2 separate regions of the Danio rerio genome follow, and region 1 is linked to region 2. A link is a contact called in public Micro-C data. All regions are on one chromosome and are shown on one strand. Each heading gives the region's core, a stretch centred on a gene start, on an enhancer-like site or on the middle of the called end of the contact. The rest is flanking DNA. Distances are from core to core; before and after follow the strand shown.

Region 1 (6,516 bases), core at 1,082-3,581, 130 kb before region 2:
CCGCTGTCTTGCCATAAGGCACGGATGGCAGGAAGGAAGTTTAAAAAGACTTTCGTTTCCATCATGCCTTTGGCCATCAGGGATGAGCGAGTGTCAAAGGCCATCACTGTCTCTCCATGAGCCTGATTCTCAGGGTTTCCCCAAGGGATGTGCAATTTCTCCCGGGCATCCACCAGCACCCGGACACCTAAACAGACCACGGAATAATACTAATAAGACACATGGTGCAGGTTACTAAAACAGGATTTTTATGAAAAATGTTAATAAAAGTTAAAGAATACTTTGAAGGGAACACAACACGTCAGCATGTTGTTTAAATGTAAATTCAAAGGGAGCACACAATGTGTTAGCAACACTTTAAAGATTGAAAGTACAACTTTAGATTTTACTGATATCCATTATTTTTAACTAATAAAAATTTTTATTTCTGTTTTAAAACACTAAAACATAAAACAGTGCTTGCTGTATCTATGATCACAGAGCAAAGTAACAGCTTGTCAGTATTTTTGTCTTTTTCCCACAATGTAAATGTTTAAAGATTCCAAAATCAAGAAATGTAAAGCAATACTGCATGAGACAATTTTTGCTTTCTACTTGAAAGATTCATCTACAGCCTTAAATTGTGGAAGAGACAAGGCAACTTATAATCACATACATTAAAAATGAATATCTCTCCTTTAACTGATCTATATAAAGAAACCATGTGCAAACAGGTTTACATCTGTTCACTAATGTTGTTTGACTCCAACCCTATGTAAAAGACCACTATAAACATGTCAGATTATTTGTTTTATCCTGTAGGTATTAGTTTATTTAGAATTTTTTTTTACAATTGATATTGTCTAACTGCAAACGTACTGTACTGTTATTTGCTGTAAAGTTTTTTTTTCGTGTGATGTAATTGAATTTTTATTTGAATTTAACTTGTATGTTAATTTAAAAATAAACATACAATAAAAATAAAATAAAAAAACAATAAAATAAAATAAAACAATTGTGAAAGAGCAAATTGAGAATCAAGGCTTCAATTCCAGCAGAAACACTGTATAAAAAGTACATAAGGCTGCTGACATCATGTGCTTTAAAAATCAATTCAATGGAATTACTGTTATGATGGAATTAAATGCATTAAAAACTATACTGTCTTCATACAAACGGGGTCATCATATTTCCCTTTTCTAAGAGGTCAACAAGGCCACACAAGCTCTAGTATCATATAGATTTGTAAAACAGTCAAGTAACTACTAATATGTATTCTAATTTAAGCATTTAAATTGAGAAGTTTGGCAATTTCCTGTCAATTTAAGATCATTTTAGTAGCTAGTAACATCAGAAAACAGTCACTGTACATATAACAAGGAGTTCAAATGAAGTTTTAAATAATTCTGACTGCATTCAGTGTCATGTAATCATTATTCTCGTACGTGGAACTGTATAATAACGATGTTTTTCATCCAACACTGTTGACTACTATCAAGGCAACGGCAAAACTGATTTTGTCAGAAAATGAAACCAAACAAAATTTCCCTCAATACTAAAGTTTTTTTTCCTTAGTTATGTTTCCTGCTTTGTAGTTATTTCAAGAATAAGTGGCATACTGAGATACACTTATCAGAATCTGTAATAAAACAATAATGCATAGAGATGACTAACCCAGACCAAAGTAGGCGCTGTAACGTTATTTTCTCTAACGTTAGTGGCGCCAAGCTAATGAACGTTTTCATATGAAATGTAAACTATTGACACAGATGTAAACGTATTTAAAAAGTCGTTTGACTTCCATTAGTAAAAATGTTTTATTCTGAAAAGTATAACTGATGTTCAACAAGCCCAAGCGCTTAAAACCACTCGCCTTTGCGTCGTCTATGGGTTGGGTGAGTAATCGAAAGTTTACGTAAGTTACGTGAAAGAAATCGATAAACTTCCACCTGCCGCTGCAATAAGATTGAAATTTTTACATTTTTAATAACGAAGATGTCTCATTTGACGTGAAGTTATTGGCGTTGTACCTTTGATAACATTGCTGTAGATTGTAGCCCGGAACTCTTCTTTGGCCCGCTGATCGAAGTCCTGCCCATGAATTATGCGCATTTGTTTGAGGAAAGTTGACTTGCCACTTTCGCCCGCTCCTAACAGCAAGATCTTCACTAGTTTCTTCACATAGGTCTTCTCTCGAGACAGGCTTTTGTCGATCTCCTTAGACTTTCTAATTTGATCTATTTCGCCGCTGGAGAGAAGACAATTGGGAATACAAACTATAGCAGTCCGGGAGGGCAGGAAATCCGCCATCTTTGTAGTAGCGACTTCATGGATACATCACTCGCACTGCACGCGCGGCGCGTTCACGTGTTCGTTACAAATGGGCGGATATCACGGGTGTGGTTTTAATGTTCGGAAATTATTAATACTTTGATGACTATTTATTGTCTCATGATTTATATATAGAAGTTTTTCCTAATAATATGAAAATGAAAATTCAAATGCTCAAAAGATCAATGATAAATCAAACGCTCAAACTATAAATCAGATCCTCAAACCGACTCAGCAAATGGTGAATCAAATCCTTAAACCGACACATAAATAAACTTTTTTAAGAGCCTGCACGGCTATAGACCAAGTCCCTCCACGTGCCTGTTTGTCATCATCTGAGCCAGATGCTGGTGTCATCTCCAGTATAAATCGGTTTCTCAGGCATGGGCAGCCTCATGTCTGACTGCAGCACTGAGGGATGTGATGGCAAAAACAAGTGAAGTCCTGCAGAACTGGCCCAACTGTATGGACATGCAGCAGAACATGGGGTTTTGTCTGAAATACATGAGTACTTGAATAAGTTTGAATAAAGTTTAGTTTCATATCTGGTTGACTTGTTTGTATTCATTTATATTTATTAAGGTTACTATTATTCATTATTTTAATCATACATTAATATTTTCTTTAATTGTTTGTGAATAAATTAACAGTTTAAATAATGTACATAATTTCATATTTTGACTGAATATTAAGATGTACTCACCATGGCTACATTTATCTAGTAACTATTCATGGATGCATTATATATACATACACACACACACACATATATATGGGTGTGAACAGCATTTCTTATTTTTGTAAGTGTTGGGTTGGGTTGTAAAATTTCTCCAAAGAAAGATCTTCAAGCAGTTCTCCGACATCTTTGTGCAGATGCACCAATGTGCCAACATTGGTAAGACTGATTAAAACTATTAGGTAGGGTTATCAAGTTACTGATGCAATTAGGTGTCATTGCTTCTATCCTTGTTATTTTATTTGTATTATTATGGGATTATTATTACAATTATTTTTAATCATTATAATGCAGAAATAGTTTCATGCAGGTTTAGGGAAATATTGATGTCTCTTAAACTATTAACAAAAACAGCAAAAAGAGAACAAATATAATGGATTTTTCTTTGATATAAGAATGTTTGATTATATAATCAAACAAGACAGGAAAACAAGATTTAAGCATGCTCTACTTGTTGATGAAAGATGTTACAAAGTGCCTTTGTTCCTTGTTCACAATATTGAGAGTCTTGCATTGTAGTTGAATGTTGTCAGTTCTTGTTTAAGAATGCTGTGGATTGCATTATTACCCCAGTGACCTCCAGCTTGTTTTTGAGTGCCCTTGGATCATTAGCAAAGACTTTTTGTTTGATGCAATCTCTTTTATGTGTGCTTATGTAAAAATCTATTTAAGTGCAAACTCTCTCTACATAGGAACTAACAACTATAACCCTGAAGTGAAACATGGCTGATAGTGACATCCAATGCAGCTTTCAATAAAATCAACAACTGAAGGATGGAGGATGCTGTAATCCAAGCTATATTTTTTTGTGAGTATCATGATAAAGGAGAAGAAATGCGTATCCGACAGAAAGTATGTTTGTGAGACTTAGGCTGCATTTACACTGCATGATTCAAGTGACTTTAAGATTTTTTTGTCCCATGTGGTACAGATCGGATATGGCCCATGTACGTATAAGGAGGAAAAAAATCACATTGATTCCGATTTACTCAAATCAAATTCAGGCCTTGTCCGTGTGTAAAAATGTATCCAATATGAATCGGATCTGGGGCGAAGCAGTGGCTCAGTAGGTAGTGCTGCCTCCTCACAGCAAGATGGTCGCTGGGTCACTGGTTCAAGCCTTGGCAAAGTTGGCGTTTCTGTGTGGAGTTTGCATGTTCTCCCTGTGTTTGCGTGGGTTTCCACCAGGTGCTCCGGTTTTCCCCACAAGTCCAAAGACATGCGGTACAGGTGAATTGGGTTGGCTAAATTGTCCGTAGTGAGTGTGTGTGTGAATGTGTATTTGAATGTTTCCCAGAGATGGGTTGCAGCTAGAAAGGCATCCACTGTGTAAAAACTTGCTGGATAAGTTGGCGGTTCATTCCGCTGTGGTGACCCCGGATTAATAAAGGGACTAAGCCGACAAGAAAATGAATGAATGAATCGGATCTGGGTCCTCTCATTTGCAGTGCAAGCAGAAAGATTGGATTTTCACCTGTTAATGCAAGTCACACGTCAATAAAAACCATGTCGAATGACGTCAAGTCTCGCTTTCATTTCATAAGAGACTTCAGCTTTCATTTCAGAACAGACTTCAGCACAGTCCCAAACCTTAAATCTCATACACGAGGACTAAAAGCTTTTATATAGTCATATTATATTAGCATGTCACTTGCATGTTTCTAGTAAAATAGCATGCATGCCGTTATGAATTTAGTATGAATGCTTGCTAGTATAATTAGTATGTTTGTTAGTATGTTTCTATGAATCAGTATGTCGTTAGTAAGAGTTGTTAGTATGTCCAATGTAAAGTCAATGGCAGTTTTTTACAATAGAAGTCTTTGGGACAGTTGCTAGGATGCCATAAGTGGTAAGGAGTGGTTAGTAAGTTGAAAGGTCATCAGTGATTGGCAGATTGGTAGTCTGAGTTAAATGAGCATAACCTTAAGTCTGTATGACAGTCTGTCGGAAGGTTGTGATTTTCTCAATCCACCACCCAGCTAGCAATGACATGTGGGGCCCAGATGAGGGCTTTATTGGTGTCAAATGTGGGCCCCATCATGGGCTTGCACCCGGGATTCACATTGGGGCCAGCCGTGGAAGCCCAGACGTACTAAAAATGGGACCTGTAGGGTAAGGGTACTGGATGGGTCCTCACTGGGCAATTCATGCCAAACCCATTTTGGCCCCACCTGCCCAAAGGGGTTTAAAGTCAGTTTGCACCCGTTGATGCCCAGATGGGTTTTAAGTGGGATCTGTGAGGGTCTTATATGGGTCTTAACCGGGCAATTGATGAAAGACCCATTTGGGCTCCACCTGCTTAAAGGGTTTAAAATGGGCTTGCACCCAGGATCAGCACGGGGGCCAGCCATGGATGCCCAGATGGGTTTTAAGTGGGATCTGTAAGGGTCTTATGTGGGTCTTAACCAGGCAATACATGTCAGACCCATTTGGGGCCCACCAGTCTGAAGGGGTTTAAAGTGGGTTTGCACCCGGGATCCACATGGGGGCCTGCCATGGATGCCCCGTAAGAGTTTTAAGTGGGATCTGTGATAGTCTTATGTGGGTCTTAACCAGGCAATTGATAAAAGACCCATTTGGGCCCCACCTGCTTAAAGGGTTTAAATGGGCTTGCACCCAGGATTCACACGGGGACCAGCCATGGAAGCCCAGAAGGGTTTTAAGTGGGATCTGTGAGGGTCTTATGTGGGTCTTAACTGGGTAATTAATGTCAGACCCATTTGGGCCCTACCTGCCTAAAGGGGTTGAAAGTGGGCTTTCACCAGGATTCAACCGTGGATGACCATATGGGCTTGAAGTGGGCTCTGTAAGCATCTTATATTGGTCCTTACTGGGCAATCGCAATATTTGTGGAATAAAGTAAAGTAAACACTGTTGTTTATTGTGTACAATATTTATTAATAATATACATTAAAATATATCGATGAAGATGTTCAAAAAGACGTTAATAACAATAACATCCGTCGTAAACATATATGGCTTGTCTAGATTGTGTGTCCTAGATTGTGTGTGCCTAAAACGTGTGTGGTTCTGCGGAGCTGCAGCTGGATATTATTGGATTAAAGCCTCGTTTCGCCGGACACATAAGTGATGAAGCGCCGTTACTCCCTAGAGGTCAGAATCTCCGCTATCTATTAAACAAACGCATATTTGAGTTTAGAAGAACTACATTCTCGCATGAAAAACTGTTAAAACTTCATTTTCGTGACATATTAAACGCAATTTTTATAATAATTAGCTGGGCTTTCTCATCCGCCATTACTATTTGCTTGTTGGTGTAAAATTAATTCTGGGAGAAAAATATATTAATTCTCAAAGCACTTCAAACAAACTTTATTCTTATTGTTAAAGTCAGATATATGTAATAATTTTGCTGGTAAAGTCAATAAAAATACAATATTATTATATTGTAATCAATATCACGTTTGCTGTGGTTCAGTTCAGCAATCACACGACACTGAATAATGTAA
Region 2 (6,277 bases), core at 702-3,201:
TAATCATTATGGTATTGTGTTTGAGAATTTTTTTAAAATCATTTATTCATTCATTTTCTTTTTAGCTTAGTCTTTTAGTTTATTATTAATTAGGGATCGCCACAGCGGAATGAACCGCCAACTAATCCAGTATATGTTGTTATGCACCGGGATGCCCTTCCAGCCGCAACCCAGCACTGGGAAACACCCATATATTCTTGCATTCACACACACACACACAGTATGATTTTACGAGAGCATTCATTCACCTACTGTATATACTGCATGTGTTTGGACTGGGGAAAACTTGAGCACCTGAAGGAAACCCACGCCAACATAGGCAGAACATGCAAACTCCACACAGAAATGCCCACTGACCCAGGTAAGGCTCGAACCAGCGACTTTTTTGCTGTGAGGCGACATGCGACAGCGCTATTATTCGAAATTATTCACATATTCTTTTTAAGTAAATCATTTTTTTAAATCATTGATTTTAGCTCATTTGTAATGACTGTCACTTTTTTCCATATATATATATATATATATATATATATATATATATATATATATATATATATATATATATATATATATATATATATATATATTGTCAAAGTTGGCTTATTTATTTTGTGTCTAAAGTAAATAGTTTTTCTTATTTATTGTATTATTTTATAACATTAATTCAATGCTATATTTATGTATTTGCTTTTTTATTTTCAATGTTTATTTATCAAACGTTTAGATTTTTAATTTTGGTTCTTTTTTAATATTTAAAATATTTTGTAAAATCCTCACCTTAGAATGATAAAGTTCTATCTGACATTTTTGTCAAAATTAATTTATTGACATATTCTTATTAAATGACAACTTATTTACATTATGACATGTTTTTTTCTTTAAAGTTAATTACATTTTAAGACTTTTTATTTTAAAAACAAATGTTACACACATACTGTTTGCTATACGGAATGCAAAAACTTTGAAGCTAAATATCTCAAAATCATTCAGAAGGCAGATAACCCCTTATAATTACAAGGTGACAAAATCTTAATCTTTTGTTTTTAGTCAAAACATTTCCTGCTGAGAGTATGACAACAAGGGTTTTTTGTATGTTTGTTTTTTGGTTTTTGTAATTTATATATATATATATATATATATATATATATATATATATATATATATATATATATATATATATATATATATATATATATAGCGTACACTCTGGGTGTCCAAACTCAGTTCTGGATGGCCGATGTCTTGCAAAGTTTAGTTCCAACCCCAATCAGACACATGGGCTAGCTAATCAAACTCTTGCTACGCTTTCTAGAAACATCTTTCCAGGTGTGTTGAGGCTAGTAAGAGCTAAAATCTGCAGAATACCGGCCCTCCAGGACCAAGATTGGACATCCTTGGCGTACACTATCATATTTAGTTTTACTTTTAAAAAACTTTCATTATCATTTATATATATATATATATATATATATATATATATATATATATATATATATATATATATATATATATATATATATATATAGGCTATATATATATATATATAGTAATATAAAGTTTTAAATAAATTTGTGTCTACTCAAAATCTATTATTAACCTTCACATATAAGGGCTTGAATACTGCTCAAACTGATCCCAACCAAATCCTCAACTTTCAACAGGTTTTACAACCCTAAGATCCTGATCACCTGTAAATCTGTAACGTTAGCTAACGGGACATTTCCCCGTTATCAGCATTGACGTGAATGATGAAGAATGCGACATTATTGTGAGCAATGTTAATAAAAACAGGCATTTATAAAAACAACTCAAATGATTTGCAGAATCATACGCGTAAACACCTCGACGTCAACCAATGTAAATCTTACACATAAATGTGAATTAAAATTACGGACATGCGCAGTACGGTCTTCTCGAAATGCATTATGGGAAAGTGTCGTCACCGGAAGTAGATGTAAACATGTGATTGTCAACCGGAGCGCTCGGTGCAGTTTTGCTTCTGTTAAAAACCAGTATGATTTATTGAAATAAATGTGCTTGAAGAAATATTTAAAGTATCAATTGATAATATTGTCAATGACGCAATCTTACGCTGTTGCGCTCTTCGAAAGGAACGCGCTCAGTTTTGCCAACATTTAGGATTTTGTGTTCTCACGAATACAGTAACGTTATGTGTACTTAACGCTGCGTTTATGACTATAATTCATATATTGCTTCAAAACTGCAAGTGTTCATGGCATCCAGACAATCATTTACAGATTCTGACACTGCTGACGAAGCGGTCAGAGCAACTTGCGACGATGCGTCCATATGCAAAAGGTGATGCGCAATAAAATAATGAGAAAACACTGACCCGTATTTCTGAATGCATTGACATTTAGCCACATTTAGCCACACTTAGTTTTTGTGCTTTCACAGAACTGCCATATATGTAAAAAATATACTGCTACTGTCGTGGTTGTGCACAGTGTGGCAGCTATTATTAATATTATATATCAGATATTATGCATAAGTTTTAAGATTATTGATTATTCCAATAATTTTGACAAAATAAGGAGTGTACTTATACGATTCGATGATCATCTATAATAACATTTAAATTTATTGTGTTTGTTTGTAGGTTTGCTACTAGTAAAGGTTACTGGACTGACCTCTACGTCCAGTATTTTGTGAGGCAAATAGGTGAACGGAAAGCACCTGAGATCAACAGAGGTAAGATTGATCGTTTAAATATCTCCTCCTGCCGGTCAATGTGTGCAGTTGCGTTTAGTTAAGGGATAGTTCACCCAAACAACAACCATTTCCTCATCATCATCATTCTAAACATTTATGATTTTTTTATTTACTTCTGTTGATCACAACACAAGATATTCTGAATAATGTTGGAGAAAAGTAGCCACTTTCATCCATAGTAGGTACAAAAAAATATTATGGTGAAGTCAAAGGCTGTTTTTTATGTTTAACACATGCCCCTAGCCAGACTGGTGAATAGGGTGGTTCGCTTTTCTCAAAAAGCAGACCTTTTTTTGCTGATTTACTCCTCATTTTCTATTCTATTATGAGAGTTAAATACTGCATTTTAGTGACATTTTAAGCACCATTTTTAGCTGGATTGGCTTGTTAGATGGTCACCATAACCAAACTTTGTATGTACCAAAAATATTTCCTAAATATTTAGTATAAAGAAATATCAATAAATGTTTATTTTTAAAATACAAATTTATTACATTATATATCATTGGGAAAAAATAAGAATCTGTTTTATATGAAAAACTGTAGCCGATTGTCAGTTATTAGGCAAATAACAAACTGGCCAGCACATCCAAGTGTCCCCAGTCAGAATTTGGCCATTTTAATAATTGTAAAAATAAAACATTATTATAATGTACAGCTTAACAATTTTATCCGCTTTAAAAAAAAAAGTACATTTGAAACTTCTTGGAAAACAAAAATATTCAAAATAGTATTCCAATTAATTTGATATGGGCCACTTTTGATGCTTCACACCTTTTTATTGGTTCTTTTTGTTTGCAAGAAAAAGCTCCGCAATTTAGAATAAAAGTTTCATGTAAAATATTTTCTCTGTTTAAAAACAGTACAGTAGCGAAAGAAGATTTCTCTTACGTCAGATTTTAAAATGAAAATAATTGTTAGCATTGGCCGCTTGCTCTTAAAGCCTTTTTCGATGGGTTATTTTAACTATTTAGAACAAAATACACAAAATAGGACAAATGAGGTAATGTATGGGACAAATTCTGAACCTTTGTCAGTGAGGAGTGGGTCTTCTTTCAAAATGTGTTTATTTTTGATGTAGGTTATTATGGACGTGTCAAAGGGATGAATCTCCTTCTTGACGACTTTCTCAAGAAGACACAATGTGACTGCCAGGTGGTTAATCTTGGGGCAGGACTGGATACTACTTTTTGGAGATTAAAGGTTGATCATTTTGCATTTCACTTTTTTTTTAGATTTATTATTCTGACTGTATAATCACATTACAGTAGCTTGTACTTTTCAAAATAAATGTCTTTTTTATGACTCAATATAACAATTTATTTATTCATCTATCTATCTATCTATCTATCTATCTATCTATCTATCTATCTATCTATCTATCTATCTATCTATCTATCTATCTATCTATCTGTCTGTCTGTCTGTCTGTCTGTCTGTCTAATCTATCTATCTATAGATAGATAGATAGATAGATAGATAAATAGATAGATAGATAGATAGATAGATAGATAGATAGATAGATAGATAATATAATTAAGATATTAACAAAAATAAAAAAATCTATACATTCATATTTATTAAAGTCATAGTTCATGCACAAAATCACATGTACTCTCTATTTGCTCACCCTCAAGTGGTTTCAAACTTGTATCAATTTCTATTATCTGTTGAACGCTAAAGAATATATTTTGAAGAAAGCTGGAAACCTGTAATCGTTGACTCTCATAGTATTTGTTTTTTCTACTGTGGAAGTCAATATTTACAGGTTTTCAACTGTTTCAAAATATATTATTGTGTTTTCAACAGACGAAAGAAACTCAGACAGGTTTAGAACAAGTGAAGGATGAGTAAATGATGACAGAATTTTCACTTTGTGGTGAACTATTCCTTAAAGTTAGCTAATAGCTAATAAATGTAATTATACATTCTAATGAATTTTTGTTCTATTTAAAGTCTATTTTTTTCTTACTGAAAAATGATAAGCAGTCAAAGAAAAATTATAAAAGTATTTTTTTTATTCATAGGATGAAAACATAATGCCAAAAAAGTTCTTTGAAGTTGACTTCCCGATGATCGTTGCCAGAAAAATACACAACATCAAGTAAGGTGTTTTTATTTTTATAATATTTGTGCACGACTTTAGAATAAGGTAACATTGGTTAACAATTTTAAGTTAACTAGGAATTAATGTGACAGCTTTTAAGAACTTCAGTTCATGTTAATTCACAGCATTATTGTTTGATTTAAAAAAGTGTTATTACTTGTTTAAATTAACAAACAATAGAATTCCTGAAAGCCAACATTAAGATTAGTAAATGCTGTAATAATGTTAGTGCATGCTCGCTAATAAACATGTTAACAAATGAGACCTTATTGTTAAAGTGTTTCTGTTTGTTTTATAATTATTTGTCAGTCATTTGCTTTTACTGTATTTGCTGATCATGTTCTTCAGTAATTATCCTCTAGATGGAGACAGTGCGTAAGATGAGTGGATTCATCAAGTTAGTCCACCCCTCAATGTCTGGATTTTATAACTGTGATTTGTTTTGTATTGATTAAAGTTGATCGATGCATTAGCGCTCTTTATCATTTTAAAATGTCCTGCTTGAACGAATAGTTTAACATTTATGCATTTGTGATTAATGAGCGAGTGGGGTATGTTAAGTCTATGATGAATTTATATTTTGTATAATTACTATTTAACTACAGTCACTAAGAATTGCAGTTGGTACAGCCGTGCCACATATGCAGTATTGCATTTACATGTATCAGTTTAGCAAAGGTTTATATCTTTACAGTAATACAGTGAGCTTTTGATCACTCTTAACTTTAACCCTTTAAAATAAAAAAATAAAAATCCTACTTCACCTCTAGACTCTAACTACCAAATAATTTCACTTATAACTATTAAAATCTTTTAAAAAATGTAGAAAATAAATCTTCATTGTCGTTCATGTCTGACTTGAATATTTTAAGCAGTTTCTTCTATCAAAATACATTACACTTTTATTAAAGCCCTGTTCCTGATTGCATAATTCATATACAGGTTAATGACAGAAATGTTCTGATTATTAACTTTGACATTTAGCAATGATTATTACATGACTGTCTGGAATACTTGATTCTGATTAGTTGGTTGCAACAATCCAAGTTGTGTTTGTTTCAGATAACAACCTCTGAATCTACTAACACGGGCTTAGCCATGTATACCAAATCACCTTGTCTGTAGTTTTTGAGTACGTTTACTTACATTTACATAAATTCATATTTACAGTTAAAAGCAGAAAAAGGCACATAACTATTTTTTTTTTAAAGTCAGATGTTAATGGGACTAAACTTTTTCTCTTTTAGGTAAGTTAGGATTATCAAATGTGTTTCTGTTATCCTTAATAGCAAAATAATGAGAAAGAGATTTTTTGAGAAATGTTTATAACTTTTCTTGAAAGTCAAGTTTACATACAATAAGATTATTATGCCTCTGAAAAAGCTCAGATGATGGTGTCAAAGTTTTGGAAGTTTCTGATAGGCCAATTGACAACATT

Evidence for each region. A called contact is a pair of places that touch in the nucleus more often than the background predicts.
Region 1: a contact with region 2 is called in a Micro-C map of caudal fin, with 8 times the contacts expected there. The contact joins the promoter of gna13a here to the promoter of lcmt1 in region 2. A contact is called at or near these places in 2 of 18 Hi-C or Micro-C datasets (caudal fin and hematopoietic stem cells).

Annotation. Positions count from the first base shown.
Region 1 is chr12:22,295,459-22,301,974 of GRCz12tu, reverse strand. It overlaps gna13a (guanine nucleotide binding protein (G protein), alpha 13a), which reads right to left and starts at 2,331. Exons shown (of 4, transcript NM_001012243.3): 1 at 2,010-2,331; 2 at 1-187. The coding sequence starts at 2,289.
Region 2 is chr12:22,160,644-22,166,920 of GRCz12tu, reverse strand. It overlaps lcmt1 (leucine carboxyl methyltransferase 1), which reads left to right and starts at 1,951. Exons shown (of 11, transcript NM_001004645.2): 1 at 1,951-2,319; 2 at 2,621-2,712; 3 at 3,815-3,936; 4 at 4,760-4,836. The coding sequence starts at 2,234.